Regions from separate parts of the Sus scrofa genome. Here all the other regions are linked to region 2. The links are chromatin contacts, called in public promoter capture Hi-C maps. All regions are on one chromosome and are shown on one strand. Each heading gives the region's core, a stretch centred on a gene start, on an enhancer-like site or on the middle of the called end of the contact. The rest is flanking DNA. Distances are from core to core; before and after follow the strand shown. Region 1 holds the start of SLC19A2 (solute carrier family 19 member 2). Region 2 holds the start of TIPRL (TIP41-like protein). Region 3 holds the start of BLZF1 (golgin-45).

Region 1 (2,700 bases), core at 193-2,692, 1.3 Mb after region 2:
GGGAGAAATATTTCATAGGCACTGGAGCAGGGAGGCAGGGTGGGAGGAAGAGTTGACAGAGGAAAAAACGGCTAACAATTCCCCACTCAGCTTTCACTCTTTGTATTGTTCCAGAAAGGAATACCGGGCCTCAGTTTTCATGCTTTGTAGTGTTCAAGGGAAAGGATGCTGAATCTGCTTTATTTGGGCCTTGTGGTAGCACCTTAAATTTAACTCCTTCTTCAGTTAATATCTTCTTCAAAAAACAAGTGTTGAGATTGACCATACACTTTAAAGAGTTAAATACATTTTTAAAGCACACCATGCACTTCTGGAGTACTTAAATATCCTCCCAGGGAAAATCACTCAGCAAGAAGTTCTTGATCATGGACTATGTACTCTCAATTACTCTGAACACAGCAGAACAGAAAGGAGCAAGACTAACATCCGTGAAGCAACAATTCACAATGCCAGAAGAACTCTAATTAAATTCCAACTATGTGACAACACCTAAATATCTGCTTTTATCCCAGGAGGTTGGTAGAGGTGAGAGGCAGGGCATATTCTAGGACATAGTCTCACGCAATTAAAAATCAAGACGAGATAAGGGATGGGTTCTTGTCCTATACAGTCCTTATCTGAGTACATCTATCTGTCAAGGGTAAACAAAGTAAGGTAGGGGAAGGAAGAGGGTACAGTAGGTAGAGGGAAGATCCTTTCAGAAAACAGGAGTTGCCTTGCATCTGTTTCCTTACTTTCAGGCAGCAAATATTTATTTAAACCTTCACTATGTTCGAAGTACAACCTGCTGTTTTCCCTTTTTTCTCCAAATATTCTTCTCCTCCCCGCCCCCCTCCCACTACTGGTTCAGTCTGAGCAGAGTTACACAGTTACAGCATCATCCGCACATCGCCTGAAGCACAAGGGCACTAGGGTTTCCGAACTGCGTTCCGAACCCTTCACCTGAAACATGTCCTATAAATTCAACGGAGGACAGAAAAACAGCATGAATTACGGCAGCGCCCAGCAAGAAGCCTTTTTTCAAAGAGGAACATTCAGGAATCTCTCCCCAGAATGGCTCCTGGGGCTCAAGCGCCTTTCTCAGTCCTGTCTTTCAACCGCACCCGCCTCGGCCCGCCCGTCCCCTCTGCCAGCGGAGCCAGCGTCCTCCCGCCGCGCCTACCTCCCTCTCCGTCAGGTTTTTGTCGGGCCCCAGCAGGTAGGGGGTCAGGAAGGGCTCAGACGGCCTGAGGCTGGCGAAGAAGCCGTAGGCGCAGATCAGCGCGGTGGGCAAGAACCAGCATTCGCGCGGGACCCGAGCCGTGCGCAGGAGCACGGTTGCGGCCGCCGCCGCCGCCCGCCGGGACACCGGGCCGGGCACATCCATCCGGGGCGCGAGGGACGGGGACCCGGCCCCTTCCTGCTCCTTTTCGTCTTCCACCAACTGGAGTCAGGTTGAAGCACTGCCCCAGTGCGGGCACCTGCGATCGTAAGTGTTTCCTCCTCCCGGCAGGGCCAAGCACTTCTGGGATGGCCGCCTCCGACCGCAGAACCTCTCAGCTTTTCCTGGCAGCAGGATCTTCACGTGTCGCCGCCCGCAGCGCCACGGAAAACCTGACACTCCCGAAGACCCACCTTCCGCCACCGCCTCCCCGCTGGGAGCCAATCACAGCGGACGTAGGGCATTGGCTTCTCTTCTATTGGTCACAAGCTGGGAGCCCGGGGCGGTGGCGGTGGCTGCAACACGCCTGGCGGCTGACGTCCTCTGGTTCGGGCGCCGAGGACTTGGAGGACTCAGCTCCTAACGCGACTGCTTGTGGTTTCGGCGCGCGACGGTCAGGCGGCGATCGGCCCGCCCACGCTGGAGGTCGGCTCGGTCATGCTCAGTGCAGCAGCTCACCTTTCCGGAGTGCTCCATGTGGGCTTTATCCCCACGGAGAGGAAAACGCTGTTCCAGTCTTCTCTCTCATTTTTAAACGCAGTCCCTCTCTGGACGTCCGCTCACATTCTCCTCAAGCGGCCAGCGCGGGGCAAAGATTTAACCTTGAGGCGGAAGAATGCTCTATTTTTCTTCCAGCGGCTTTCAGTCTGTAGATTGTATTCATCTGCAGTAAAAAGACATGGGAAGCCTGGAACCTAAGCAGTTCAGGGCGTTTACCAAAAGACCGAGCTGGAAAACGATAAAATACTGTGAAAAGAATGAATGAGCTAGTCACTTAACAGAAGGACCATGATGGAGTTCTAATTAAGGGTATTAGCTTTATTTCATTACTTTTTGTAAGCGGGGTACAAAGAAAGTAAACATAATTGTAGATATATCCTGTGTTTAAAGGGTAAGGGGGAAATCCCGAGTCATTAAAGCAACAGCAAAGTATCACCTCTTTATTAAAAAAAAAAAGTCTTGGCATAGTTTTCAAGGGCAAAGCTTGAAAATACCCAGGGTTTGCTTTCACTTCTCTCTTTTTCTGCCTGACTCAGCTTGACGGTATCCCAGTCCTTTCACTGCAGACCAAGCTGCACCAAAAGCAATTTCTCCTGTGCAGTATTTGTAGAGTACAGATACTGCCAGAAGCTCACAGAAAACATTTTGAACTGTTTTGCTTTATGTATATCACGAATCATCTCAAATTCCCTTCTGAGTCAGCAAATGACCCTTTTTGCAAAGAGGATACTTTTTGCTATCAGCCACAAAAAATGACTCTCTCTACCACATGGAAGGAC
Region 2 (2,700 bases), core at 93-2,592:
TTCCAAGGCAGATCATCCCAGGTTAGGGAAAGGGATGGGGGCTGGAGAATCTATAGTTCTAAAAGGTGCCAGGTTGACTCTGAAATGGGACAGGTCTGAGTATGACAGTTTCAAGCAGATAGAACAGCAAGAGTAAGGGCCCAAAGGTTGGGCTGAGTGCTGGTGAGTAGGGCTGAGAGGGAGTTGAAAATGGGGCCAGAAAGAAAGATTTGGGAGAAGTTCCCATTGTGGCAAAGCGGAAACGAATCCAACTAGTATCCTTGAGGATTCAGGTTTGATCTCTGGCCTTGCTCCAGTGGGTTAAGGATCAGGCATTGCCGTGAGCTATGGTGTAGGTAGCAGATGATGCTCAGATCCAGCATTGCTACGGCTGTGGTGCAGGCTGGTAGGTGTAGGTTGGATTTGACCCCTAGCCTGGGAACCTCCACATTCCTTGGGCACAGACCTAAAAAGCCAAAAAAAAAAAAAAGATTTGATAGACACCCTAAGAGCAAGGGATTTTTTTTTTTTTCTAATTTATTTTGGCCCCGCTGGCATGTGGGAGTTCCCAGGCCAGGAAAGCATACTATTTTAGGCAGCTGAAGCCAAAATCATTAGTTAAGTGGTTTGCCAAGGATGCATAAAACATCATTGTAAAAGATGATTTAGTACGGGTCTAAAGTGCTGTTTCCACTATACCAGATGCTTAGGTGATAGCTAGACCAGGAAAGTCCTGAAATGTCTGAACGATGAATTCTTTTTTTAGGGCCACACCCACGGCATAAGGAGAGTCCCAGGCCAAGGGTCAAATAGGAGCTATAGCTGCCGGCCTATGCCACAGTCACCGCAATGCCAGATCCCTTAACATACTGACTGAGCGAGGCCAGGGATCGAACCCGCAACCTCATGGGTCCTAGTCGGATTAGTTTCCGCTGCGCCACGACAGGAATTCCTGAATGAGGAAATTTTTGATAGGAGTCTTAATCGATAGCAGCTAGATGTCCAATTCTGGGTCACGTAGCTCTTGATGTTGACCTAAGCTCCTGGACTCTTAAGTGATTTTAAAATTTTGGCCTCAATGGGAAAATGTAGGGCATTTCCTCTCTACCCTAATTCACCAACACGCGAGGTAACTCGCTGCTTTGCAAAGTTGGCTAGGATCACGTTCAACTCACCTTTTCCACCGTGGAGCTTCCATTAAACATGCCCTGAGACGACGTCATTGCAGCAGCTCAGGGAGCGGTGCACCCCGACCACACCTCCTGAGTCGAGGCCTCTCCCCTCAGCATTTTCTCACCGCCTTTTTCCCGGTGCGTCTTGACGTAATACGTAGGTCACGCAACCTTGGCAACTGCTCCCGGAAGCAAAACCCGAGGGGCGGAGAAGAAGGTGGAAAGTTGGGCCTGCGTCCGGGTCGGCCGGCAGGGGGCGGGGCCGGGCATGGTAACGGCTGGGAAGCCGAGGGGGCTGGGCCGGAGCAAGGCGGAGGGAGCGGTGTCCGCTACCGCTGTCGCTGCCGCTGCCACCGCTGCTCCAACCTGTTCTGCGTAGCCCACGCGGGCTCCATCGCAGCCATGATGATCCACGGCTTCCAGAGCAGCCACCAGGACTTCTCCTTCGGGCCCTGGAAGCTGACGGCATCCAAGACCCACATCATGAAGTCAGCGGATGTAGAGAAGTGAGACTCCAGGGCTGAGATCCGGGCGCGGGCTGGGGAGCTGGGCCTGCGCGGGAGGCAAGGGCGAGCTCCCCGCAGCCCCAGCCTTCCTCTGGGGCGGAGGCTTGGACGGGACCTTTGAATGGCAACACCAGGAAATATTGCTATCACTGCCTTCTGTCCTTCGGTTCAGGTTTCAGGCGCTGCCTTCGTGAAACTGTCATTCCGCTTGGGTTTGAGCAGAGCATGACTGTTCCGGTGGACTTTCGCCTCCCATGGTTCTCTACCTGCCCCAGCCTGCGCCACCTTTAGACTATTTCTGGGTGGCTGTGACCTCTTTTCTTGGGGTTTAATAACGGAGATGATATATATGCTTGATTTTTAGCTTGTCAGGTGCTATGCCAGGCATTTAAGATACAGAAGACAATCCCGACCTCGAGGAACTCAGTCTTGTGAGAATGACAGTTATAATACAGTGTGAATTGATAGAAGTGTATATACAGGGTTATTCGAGATTATTTAGGGAAACAAGGCATGCGGGAAATTGGGATGTCTGCACTGAATCTTGATAAAGTCGGTGGAATTGGGTGAGGGTGGAAGGCATGTGTAAAGGTGGAGGGCCAGGGAAAGTGACAGCTGTGCCGCGTTTGTGATGCCTGAGCTCGACAGAATTTGGGGGTGACAGGAGACACGTGTAAAGCTGGGAGGTCAGAGAGAGTGGGAGCCTTAAAGCACTGTTTCTGTGTGATTGCAGCATGAAGGATCGGAGGGGGACTGCTGTTGTGAGAAGCCAGAGGCAAGCAGGTCCTTGGGCAGTAAAGATAACTGAGAGAACTTTTATGCCGGGCTAAGGAGTTTTGATTTGGGGGCGGGGGGGCTATGCTCGGGACATGTGGAAGTTCCCTGGCCAGGGATGGAATCCACACCACAGCAGCAACCCAATCCCCTGTAGTGACAGCAGCTGGATCCTTAATCTGCTGCACCACAAGAGAATTTAAGTAGTTTTGAGTTTTATCTGACTACCACTGGGGGTCTTTTTTTTTTTTAAGTGTTTGGCCTCACCT
Region 3 (2,700 bases), core at 56-2,555, 1.2 Mb after region 2:
GCAAAGATGGAAGCATTATCCTTCAATACCTGTTTCTCTGAACTAGAAACACAAGACCTAACAGAGAAAGAAGGGGTGGTGGGTGGATCTCTGTTTGTTGTTGCTGTTCTTTCTTTCTAGAGCCACACCTGTGGCATATATAAGTTCCCTCGCTAGGAGTCCAATCCGAAGCCTACACCACAGCAATGCCAGGTTCTGGCTAAATCCTAAGCGGCAGCTTGCAGCAATGCCAGATCCTTCACCCACTGAGCGAGGCCAGGGATCAAACCCACATCCTCATGGATACTACTCTGGTTTTTAATGCATAGAGCCACAACGGGAACTCTGGGTGGGTCTCCATATTTAATTTCATAGCCATACCTGGCATTCTCGAACATGTGATCGAATGAAAATCATCTATAGGCTTTTTTAAAAATGCAAATATGGAGCCTGTTTCTATTCATGCAGAATTTCTGAAGGTGAAGCTCTAGCAAGTGAATTTTCCAGAAGTGATTTCCAAGTGATATTATGGAGTATTCCTGTTAAAAGGTAATCAACTGTATAATTTAGGGCTAGTGCAAAATGCAGCTATTATTAGGTGGCCCTTAGGGTGTGGAACGGTACTCGGCCCTCAAGAGAGCAAAGACTACAGGATTCAGAGAGATTCGGATCAGTCATGAAAAAGTCAAATAAACATCACCACATACTTTTAAATGAAGCGTGTTAAAGTGAAGCTGAGAGGTTGAAAAAAATGCAATGATGAAAAATGCATACATCTCCAATGTTTGACCGAAATAAGGTCTCACCTCAGACTACTAGACTCCGTGTCTTAGCCTTAAACTTCCTGTCACAATACTCTACAGGCTCAGCAGGACCAAAGTGTAATTCAGGGTGCTGCAAGAAGTAGGGAAAGCGAGGAAATTGCACGGACAGTTCCTGGAAAGGGACAAAGAAATAACCAGCCGAAGGTAGAAGCGATCTGGATGCCTCTCAACGCCCAGACGCCCCAGGACCTGGGACAAAGCATAAACAAGACCGCGATGCCTTTCTTCTGACACCGCCTTGCACTCACCATCGCCTCGGGATCTCAGCACCAGGAAATAGGTAACTTTGCGACTGGAAAACACCTACACCAACACCAACGCCAGGTTACTCTGGCAACAGAGCCCCACCTACTGCCGGACTCGGAGCGGGCCGCCACTACCCCGCCCCTTTGTCCTTAGTGGCTGGGAGTAAATAGAGCTCCGCCCACCCAGCCGACCGACCCGCCCCTTCACGCCGTAGCTTGGAGCAACGGAACACCACCTACCTCTTTCCAGCATCATCACTTCCGTTTGGTTGAAAGGCGACCCGGAAGTTCAGGCTTATATGCGGCTAGGGTCCAAGTATTCTTTTTTTTATTTTTTAATAAGAGTCTACCCAGTTTTGTTTTACTGAAGTCTTGAATCGTATATTCTGCGTCACTGCGTCACTTGAGTTTAAATGGCACCAAAAGTGTTTTCCTTCTGAAAAGTATTCCGGAAACGAAACCCTGAGTAATCGGAAGTAATTAGCCGTGAACCAAAAGCTTGATGTCCCCAAGGTTGGGGCGGATCGGCTTCGGAATGCTAGAGGAGTGTGCGCGGAAGTTAACCCGTGATATCTAGCCAAAGAACCTGTAAAGTGAGGCCCCCTGCAATTGGGAGAGTAAGAATCTGAGAGGTAAGTCCAGGAAAGGGCTTGTGTAACTGAGAGGGGATTTTGGAAAGGGACAGAGGTTTGGATTGAAGTGTGTTGTTCATTCAGTCGCTTTAGATTTAAGGAAAGGTTGCCCGTTGTTCCAGGAAGGTTTGTTCAGACAGGGACGGAACTTTGGATTTGACTTCTGGGGATGGCAGAGGTTGACAGGATTGTCGCTTCCACTCCTGCCACCTTCATACCTGTTACACACTCCAGACCCACCCCCACCCCCTTCAATTAGTATTTGCCTGCAGACCTTTGTACATTTCCCTGCGCATCTTCCGAGGGTTCATTGCTCTTGCGAAGGGTCTTTGGAGAGCTATTTTTCAGAACAGTGGCGGCGGGGGTGTGACTTTTAAGGAAGGTAGGCACGGAAGACGCTATGCTGAGTTATATCGAGTACTCAAGAGTTATCATTTTTGTGAGTGAAACCATTTGTCATCTAGTGCCTGGTTCATCATTCGTGATCACTGCATTAGTATTACCTTCCTTCTCATGTTCTCGCCTGAATCTTAGTAAGACTAAGATTTAGTAAGGTCATGCATACATTCTGAAAATATATGCTATGACATTTTAATTTTTACCAAGAAATGCAAATTAAGTTATTATGAATTTTTTGTCACTTGTTAAACATCTAAACAGAAGCTCCTCTGTCATGTAGTGAACAAAATAGTGTCCATGTCTCCTGAGAAGGTAATTACTTTAATACCTTTTTTTTTCCCCTTTTTTGGGCTGCATCCGCAGTATTTGGAGTTTCCTAGGCTAGGGGTGGAATCCGAGCTAAGCTGCTGGCCTACAACACAGCCACAACAGCACACTATCCAAGCTGTCTCTGCGACCTACACCGAAGCTCATGGCAACACCAGTTCCTTAACCTACTGATCTAGGCCAGGGATTGAACCCGCAACCTCACGGTTGCTAGACGGATTCGTTTCCACTGCACCAGGACTGGAATTCCTAATTACTTTTAAGTTCCTGGTATCTATCAATAATACAGAGCAC

What was found. Promoter capture Hi-C pulls out the DNA fragments that hold promoters and counts their contacts.
Region 1: a contact with region 2 is called in a promoter capture Hi-C map of fetal skeletal muscle, with 4 times the contacts expected there. The contact joins the promoter of SLC19A2 here to the promoter of TIPRL in region 2. A contact is called at or near these places in 1 of 5 promoter capture datasets (fetal skeletal muscle) and 1 of 47 Hi-C or Micro-C datasets (heart right ventricle).
Region 3: a contact with region 2 is called in a promoter capture Hi-C map of fetal skeletal muscle, with 6 times the contacts expected there. The contact joins the promoter of BLZF1 here to the promoter of TIPRL in region 2. A contact is called at or near these places in 2 of 5 promoter capture datasets (fetal skeletal muscle and liver), 3 of 47 Hi-C or Micro-C datasets (heart right ventricle, liver and skeletal muscle) and 1 of 2 datasets of contacts at active chromatin or transcription factors (alveolar macrophages).

Annotation. Positions count from the first base shown.
Region 1 is chr4:81,508,963-81,511,662 of Sscrofa11.1, reverse strand. SLC19A2 (solute carrier family 19 member 2) reads right to left here and starts at 1,442. Exons shown (of 6, transcript NM_001142667.1): 1 at 1,163-1,442. The coding sequence starts at 1,366.
Region 2 is chr4:82,793,407-82,796,106 of Sscrofa11.1, reverse strand. It overlaps TIPRL (TIP41-like protein), which reads left to right and starts at 1,342. Exons shown (of 7, transcript XM_001928523.5): 1 at 1,342-1,657. The coding sequence starts at 1,554. It overlaps LOC100525571 (a long non-coding RNA gene), which reads right to left and starts at 1,307. Exons shown (of 3, transcript XR_001308291.2): 1 at 1,155-1,307.
Region 3 is chr4:81,638,393-81,641,092 of Sscrofa11.1, reverse strand. BLZF1 (golgin-45) reads left to right here and starts at 1,305. Exons shown (of 7, transcript XM_003355067.4): 1 at 1,305-1,680. It overlaps NME7 (nucleoside diphosphate kinase 7), which reads right to left and starts at 1,186. Exons shown (of 13, transcript XM_021089439.1): 1 at 1,052-1,186. The coding sequence starts at 1,054.